Linked DNA regions of Pan troglodytes: region 1 is linked to region 2. The links are chromatin contacts, called in public Hi-C maps. All regions are on one chromosome and are shown on one strand. The core of a region is the stretch at or near the end of the contact, and the rest is flanking DNA. Distances in the headings are between cores, read along the strand shown. Region 1 overlaps CALCR (calcitonin receptor). Region 2 holds the start of HEPACAM2 (HEPACAM family member 2).

The links. Hi-C and Micro-C count contacts between places; a contact is called where the count stands out from the background.
Region 1: a Hi-C map of induced pluripotent stem cells shows a contact between it and region 2, with 3 times the contacts expected there. The contact joins the enhancer-like site here to the promoter of HEPACAM2 in region 2. A contact is called at or near these places in 3 of 7 Hi-C or Micro-C datasets (blood, induced pluripotent stem cells and stem cell-derived neural progenitor cells), 1 of 1 datasets of contacts at active chromatin or transcription factors (stem cell-derived excitatory neurons) and 1 of 1 other capture datasets (stem cell-derived neural stem cells).

Annotation. Positions count from the first base shown.
Region 1 is chr6:102,934,374-102,938,435 of NHGRI_mPanTro3-v2.0_pri, reverse strand. All of the region lies in intron 2 of CALCR (calcitonin receptor), which reads left to right. Among named protein-coding and RNA genes, the nearest start is that of CALCR, 23 kb to the left of the region's middle. Within about 2 kb of position 2,440, at least 1 of the 24 cell types and tissues checked has an H3K27ac peak or open chromatin away from gene starts, as enhancers often do. A contact at or near this core is called in induced pluripotent stem cells, where this site is marked.
Region 2 is chr6:102,607,008-102,611,460 of NHGRI_mPanTro3-v2.0_pri, reverse strand. HEPACAM2 (HEPACAM family member 2) reads left to right here and starts at 2,609. Exons shown (of 10, transcript XM_063814747.1): 1 at 2,609-2,735. VPS50 (VPS50 subunit of EARP/GARPII complex) reads right to left here and starts at 2,644. Exons shown (of 28, transcript XM_519203.8): 1 at 2,448-2,644. The coding sequence starts at 2,480.

The sequences.
Region 1 (4,062 bases), core at 1,191-3,690, 330 kb before region 2:
AACCAAGTGCTTTTCAAAGCACTTCGCATGTACTCACTCATAGAATCATCATAACAACACTATAAATATATGCTGTTATTAGCCCCATTTTCCAAATGAGGACATTGAGGCACAGAAACCGTCAGTAACTTGCCCAAGCGATACAGCTAATAATGAGTAGAGCTTATTGACAGAGCTGTCAGGAAGTCTGACCCCACTCTGTGTCTTTACCATTTGTATTAATCTGCCTCCAAAATTTGTTGTGCAAAAAAAAAGGGTAAGTTTTCATTAACATCTTTCTATGGCATGCATTTTGTAAACCTAGCACCACAGAACGTTCATGTAACAAGTGATCTTGATCATTATCTGGACCAAACTTCTGTCTGTTAAAGGATCCTATCCTTAATACCCAGTACCTCCTCAGGATCTCCCAGCTCTTCCCTTGTTGAGCAGCTCTGGAAACTCTTTGACATATTGAACCAAAATCTCCCTACCTCTGATTTGCACCTTTGATGGAGCAACACAAACCAATCTACACTGTCTTCCACAGAATGACAATCAACATCTTGTCGGTGAAATATCTCCACCATGGGTGAAATTCGATGAGAAAAGAGATAGCAGATTTTTAAAATAACCCATAATTGGATAAAAGTCATTTTATTTGAAAACTTTTTCCCTCTAAAATAACGTGATATATTTTGAAAGAAGAAGGTGTGAGGTCAGGTGTCCATTATGTAGCCAGACAGATGGATACGTTGTTGTTTTACCATTGCCATAGAAACAAGTGCTATGTTTATCTCATTCAGTGAGGAAGAATTTCTCGGGTCTTTCCCAAAAGCTGTGATGTGTGCTACACTGAATATGGCCCACCATGTCTATCTGGACAAAATAAATCCCCTTTTTAACGGGGAGGAGTGCTACACAGGGAAGAGGGGAACTCTACTTGAGCATTTCTTCCTATGAGCTCTGTCAATTTCTTGTTATTTGAGATTCACAAATTCTCTTTAATATAACAATCTATTAATGTGCTATATTCATGTTTGGAGATAATGCTAATTGTCAAAGAAATTAGGCTTCTAGTTCTAACCTCTAGAGAACATGGGAAAAGACCAAAGAGGAGTAATTACAGAGATGTGGTTTAATATAAAGGTTTTATATCAAACCGGATTCAGCCATACTCTAGGCCATGAAAGTGGCTTTTGTAAAGACGGTGCTGAATAAAATATAGCCTATCAATGGGTTCACAAAGATCAGTATTTAACCTTAGTTTTAGTTGAAATCATATTTGTAGGCCCATTCATTTGCATACCAATAAAGCTGAATCTTAGCTTTAAATGACTTAGTGTAAGACCTGAAACAGTGTGGCCTTGGAAGGGGCATCACATAAACTATTAGGACACCCGAGTTCCATCTCCAGCTCTGCCAACAGGTTTTGTGACTTTGGTAAGCTCATAATATTTACTGAGCAACTGTTTGGTTTTGAGAACTTGAGCTGGGCATTTTACCTTATTTAATTTTCATAGCCACTTTGTAAGTTAGGTAATACATTTACCTTGTACAGATGAGAAAATTTAGTCTGAAGGGCTAATGAACAATGCCCAAGATCACTCAGCTGATAAATGGCAAGGCTAGAATGTGATGACTCAAGCTTTTCTCTGCATTAAACTATTCCTATCACTTCACCTCCTGAGTTTTAGTGTGTATCTTTGTAGCCACGAGGTCGACATGCTCTGCACATTCTTTGCCACATTGACATCCTTTGATTTCAGGGTAAATATTTCAGTATAATGTCCTGTTCTTTTTATTATGATTATCCATTTCACTGACTGCTGACAGACCTTTTTCTTAATTTGTGTCATCTATATTGAAAATATATCTCAATCATATTTACCAAAATATGAAATCTCTACTTAAATGGGCTTAACACACTGTATCAGCAGGATATAATTTCACATTTGTGTTATCTGTAAAATAAAGCAAAATACTGCAGAATTTGACTCCTACAGTCCAAAACTACAGATACCTTTGCTGACAGTAGAGGTCACTGGCACCTTCCATCCTCTCCATCCAGGAGATGCTCCCCACAAAGGGTGGTTCTTAAATTTGTTTCCCAAAGGGTCAGGGAATGGTAGACCAGAAGCTCCTACAAGATTTTACCAAATTCCTCTTTACTTTTCCTGTCACTTTTGACCTGGTGCCTACAAATAAAGTTACTATCGTATTTGTGGAAATGGATCCCAAAATAACTGGCACTAAAAAAACCTGTAAAGAAGTTGTTGTTATGGTTGTTTGAACATTTAAGAATTGATTATGAGCATGTGAATCATGTAATCAAAAAGTCCTCGGTAATAAATAGGGACATCGCTTGTCAAATGAGTTGGAAAAGTTTTGCCTGCATATATCCAGAGCTTCATCCCTGACAAAGGCTCTTAGAACCCTCCCTGATGAAATACACGTTTCAAGTTCTTGAGCGCATTTCTTAGGAGTTGACAAGTTCTCCATTAGGTGGCGCAGTGTTAACACTCTGTTAATGGCTTTTTGCCTTTTTTAAAAAGAATTTTCTTCAACTTGTTTGAAAAATCTCAGGATGGACTTGCTTTTATACATAGTGTTTTCACATACACTCAGCATATTTACTCCATTTGTAGAAATATATTTTGAAATTAAGTAATTTTCAAGCTTTTATATCTTATTTTGTGTTGGTTTGCTAATTTTAGACTCACTCATAATGGCTTCTTCCTTCAAATATTTAAATTATACATGTCTAATCATTTTTTCCTCCTCAGAGATAAGTAGAAGCAGGTATAAATTAAAAATTTACCTTTAAATATTACAGATGTTTTTAGTAAACTTCTTGGAAGTGAAAATTTGCAGAATCAAGATTATTGGTGTTGGATTGCTAGGAGCTGGTATCACAGGTGCACTCTTTGCAGCTGAACCATAGTAGTAGCTAAGTAAACAACAAGAAGGTCACATGTGCAAATTATGCAGATGATTCAGACAAAAACATCAATGCATTTTAGTTATTTGAATATATCAAGTAGGTGTTTTGCCATCGCATTCAGATATTGTTCTTGTCTGATACCCTTTAGCAATTGTCACAAAACTCTGTCTCTCGTGTGTGTGTGTGTGTGTGTGTGTGTGTGTGTGTGTGTGTTTAGCCCAAATGGAAATGCTTGGTTATAATTATTGTGAATTCTAAAAATACTGAAGTGGCCAACATTGACCAAATTGACAAGACCTTTTTTTTTTTTTTTTTTTTGAGACGGAGTTTTACTCTTGTTGCCCAGGCTGGAGTGCAATGGCATGATCTCGGCTCACTGCAATCTCTGCCTCCCGGGTTCAAGCGATTCTGCCTCAGCTTCCTGAGTAGCTGGGATTATAGGCATGCGCCACCAGGCCCGGCTAATTTTTTGTATTTTTAGCAGAGACGGGATTTCACCATGTTGGCCAGGCTGCTCTTGAACTCCTGACCTCAGGTGATTTACCTGCCTCAGCCTCCCAACTTGCTGGGATTACAGGCGTGAGCCACCACACCTGGCCTAAATTGACAATTCTTTTCACTAATTTTTCTTTAAAGGGAAAACAAAACCATATACATAGAATATGTAGTAAATGCTGTCTAACCAAGTCATTATTTTTCAAAATAAAGCTGATTAAATATTCTATTCTAAATAAAAAAAGATTCCACCTCATATTTTGATATATTGTTGTATTTAGCTAAAGTGCAACAAATGATGAACTCTATCATTTATGTTCTGAAGCAAATTATTGCATTTAATTATATTGCCAGTCTGATCTCTTCAGAAGATGAGATTTTTAGTGATTGAAACTGAATTGCCTATTTGTGCTGTTTAAAGCACTGCTCTATCAGCAGCATGTGGTCATTTTGGATAGGTTAGTTCCTGGATAGCATCTCTTGAATGTACTTATCATGGTAATATTTAAACACTGTTCATGGTGTTTACATCTCAATTAGGTTATAAAGATACATAGCTGCATTGGCTTTGCATTTTCCATTAACTTTATTTAATAAGGTCTTCGTCAAGCCCTAAACCCTAATAGAGGAGGTTTATCTGGTCA
Region 2 (4,453 bases), core at 1,360-3,859:
TTTTTTTTTTACTTAGAATAGTACCTGGCACAAATTGCTCAATAAACATTTGTTGAATGGACTGAAAGAACAGAGGTGAGCATAATGGAGAAAGATGAAGAACAGATCTCATCTAAATAAAGAGAGCTAACAAAGCCTTCCTTCCTCCCATTACTTTGCAAACAAAGATCCCAGGACAGCTGAAATGTCCCAAAACTTAAATTTCACAGACCTTAATTTCCTATCTCTCCATATTAACTCAATATATATTATTAGCACATTCTATAGGTTCAAAAAAAGAAATACTTTCATGTATACTTACTTGTAATCCTATTAAATTTAACCCAATAATAAACTGTACTAATTCAAACCCTCAATGTAAATAGCAGGCACACTAATTTCATACCTCATAGATTCAGGAACTGTGCATCAGTATCAAATATGTGAAAGTCAAGCCATAACATATATAATTAGGATAACTTTAAATATGTATGCAAAACTCCTAATTTTACCTCACTTTGTACACAGTATGGTTCCAGCTTTTTGTATGTGTTCTTTAATGTATTTTTTTCCATTTCAATTAAACACAGGTTTGACCTGCTGAAATTCAATAAGCAACTGACTAAGGCTTAAGTGTTACCATTTTCAGCACAATTGCATTACATTTAGGAGACATACACTTACCACTGCTATCTGAAATTTTTTTCTCTCCTCAGTTTTACAAAATGAGGTCAAAAAAACTAAACCAACCACAGCTACCATACAATTATGACAACGTTAACTACACTGAACCGTATGGCAGGCAACAAACTTGAGACAGCATCAAACAGCTGATGCACAAAAGTCCAAATTCAACATTCCAAAGGCAGTTTAGAGGTATTAGTGATATAAAGTACAAAAGTATATATTGATTTAAAAATCAAACAGGTACCGAAGTCAGCATGAACTTATCTATTGCTTGAATTACTGCAACAGCCTGCTTCCAGTTTTCCTGCTTTTCCACCATCAACATAGCCAATGTAACTAACGGTCTCTGCGTTCAAGCACTTCCTTGATAATGCCCAGGAACTCCGTTAATGCCTTAAACTCTTTAACTTCATTATATCATGTAAACACCACTATCAGGCTAACTCCATAAGGCACACATTATTCCTATTTTAAAGATGTGGAAACAGATGCTTAAAAACGTTATGTAACTTGCCGAAAGTCACACAGCTGCCACAGGATACAGCAGGACCCAAACTCATCGTCAAGTAAGAAGTAGTAGGACGCACAACACCAGTACTCAACACATGTGAGCAATTAACAAATGTTACTAGCCACTTACTTAAATATTTTTATTATTCACAGAACATTTTGATTATATTTTCATAACATTAACAAAATGATCTGACATAACTAAAATAATCATGTAAGGGTCATTTGTGCATTGTGCAAGAGAAATACACAATTTGTATCCTGTTTATATATCTCTCAAATTGTGAATTCTCAAATAAGAATGTGGAATTTGAGTTATTTTTGTAATCAACAAGAAAAAAACTCACAAATATACCTTTCACTAAACGATTACCTTCCACATTCTCCAAACTTCTAAAAGCCATGTTGATTTAAAACTCTAATCTTAACTATCTTTCATATTAAAATAATAAAATGACCAATTCTAGTGAAATATTAAAGCTGAAGTAAATAAAGGTAGCTAAAACAAAGTCATAATCAATAAGTACATAAAAGAAAATTTCTGCACTTCTTAAATGAAGCTGAGGCATTATTACGAGGTCCCTAACATTTATGAGACAGGTTACAAAATAGCCAAAGCTCTTATTCATGAATTTCCATTCTGGGAAAAAAAGAAAAGATCAGTATTTTGCCATGACAAAAATAAATTTTTTAAAGCAGAATTTCACAAAGAGTTTTCACATATATTAGCTTATCGATGACCCTCATAACAGAACTGTGAAATAAAATGAACAAAAATAATTATTTTCACATCCAGAAACGTAAGCTACGAAGTTTGGGGACTTGCCCAAAATCCAAAAGCTACTAATTCTGTCTTCAAATCATCCGTTTTCAGTCTTTCCAGGTCACCTCTACTGCACAGACCACACCACCCTACCCAGGCTATCAGCTCGCATATGACAGACAGCCTGGATGCGGAAGACCTTGCAAGGAAGCTCGGGCTGTTCTGGAAACACGGCAAAAAGAGGAGGAGGGGAGACAAAGATACCCTGATTCCTTCAATGACTTATTTTTAAACGAATGTTTCTGGGAGGCTGGTACCCGCTGGAGCAGTGCTCCAACCCAGGCGGCCTAGGTGAGTTTTCTAGGGTATGCCCCGGCTTCCCAGTCCCCCTGACACCTGCCACCACCCATAACTTAGATCTCCGCCCGCCACTGGCTGGGGACAGAACATCTCGGCTCCTCTCACTTCCGAGATGAAGGAAGCCTTTGCTTCAGCCGCCGCGGCTTACCTGTCGGGTCATGAGAGATTTGATTTTTTGCATGTCGAAATCCTGAGGAGGGTACCCTGCCTCAAAGAGCTAACAAATCATACCGAGCCACTACACAGCTGGCCCTGACACTAGGAAGCCATAGTGGGTGGTCACGTGGAGGAGCCGACCCAGGCTATCCTGTCTTGCCCTGGGCATGCTGGGAACTGTAGTCTTCTGGACGCCGGCGGTAGCAACGATGAACTAAAGTGGCCAACCCAGGGACTACATCTCCCAGCAAGCAAAAGAGCGGGTGCTTCAGTTAAGCCGGTAAATATTACTGCTCAGAGCGACCACTGCGGTCGCCGGTCTTACAAAGGTTCTTGCACTAGGCAGTAGCTACTCTTCGGCGAGACGGAAACCTAAGTCACAGGTGACTAGGCGTTGAGCGAAAGATCAAACTCAGAGGAGACAATATATAAGCCAGATTGACGCGATGTCCCCTAGGAGTGTGAGGGAGGAAACCTCACCTGGTCTGGAGGGGCGGGGTGGGAGAACGAGAGACTGACGCGAAGGAGAAGGAACTCAAGAAAGGGCTGTCACTGAGGAGGGGTAACCTGAGAACTCGAGACTACCCCGGGCGCGCTGGGTTTGGCCTGAGGAAAGGTGTGCTCTAGGTTGCCCAATAGGCGACCCTCCAGGTTTAGGGCTGTTCTACCTCAGTCTTGGTATCCCCTGCAAAAGCTCTAAAATCGAAGGATTTTGACGCCCGCCTAATATTTTACCTCCGTACTCTAAAGCAGTGATGACGGGAAATACGACAATAACGAGTATACGTGTCACTTTAAAGTCCTCTTTTCAACTTTTGGCAGTTTAGTTAAATTGGGGAAAGGAACAGGAGTGCCTTTGGGGACACAATTTTAAAAGGACTTTACAATTAAGAGAATATGAGAAGAAGAAGAAAAAGCAGCCCTAAAGCTAACAATGATAGCTAACACTTATCGAAAGCTGAGTACCTGTCAGGAACTGCTAATAGCTTTAAATATATGATTTCATTTATCCACACAAGAATCCTGTGGGTTCCCATTTTAAAGATGATGAAGCAGGTATGGCGAAATTAAGGAACTTGCCTAAGATTACTGCAGATGTGCAAGTAGAAACTGAAGGATTAATCGGTCATCAGATGTGTTAAGATTTTCATGTATTGTGCTGAAGAAAGTTCTAAAGCATGGCACCAATTTTTTTAAGTTTATTTTATTATAATGTTAACTTCTAAAAGTATGACACAGACCCATAATTTCAAAAATATTTCTTAGAATAAAAAAAGTTCAAGTGTGTCAACCTAATAAAAAATACTAGGTGAACAATAGTATGGGTGGTAGTCAGATATGGCAAAACTAATAAAGGTGATTTGCAAATGACTGAAGTTTGGGGGACACTAACAGAGGTTATTTCTGATTCTGAAATTCTATTTTCTCACCCCTTAGAGCCTCGTTTTATTAATTTTTACAAATGAAGTTGTAATATTTTATATAGGGCTTTGTAAGGATAAGTGAGATGATGTAGGTGAATGAAATGTATAAATTGTAAAGCACTATACAATTATGAGGTATTATTGGTTTTGATTCTGCCCAGTTCTCTACTCCAACAGAACCACCTTGTGCATACTTGTATCATCACTGCGTTCAGCAATTCCTTTGAAATTATATGTTTACCTATATGCTTCTCTGACTCTGTTATTTCTAACCCCTTCAAGAAATTCTGGTCACATTTAGGGCAAGTCTAGTTTAGTTCATTCTTTACCTTCTCTAATCTTAATTGTCAGACTGTTCTTTGTGTGTGAAAATCTGCAATATTTAGAAGTCCCTGAAAGCATCAAAAGAAACAAAAACTGCCAGCCATATTAGCCTATAAAATAAAACCCAAGCCAATAAACATTTCTTGATTGTTGCACTCAAGGCAACACTAAAGTAAGCACTTTGATTAATAATCTATGGTTGTGGTCACAAGGAGTTCACAGTTGGGTTTAAAAGCATATCTTAGGGGTG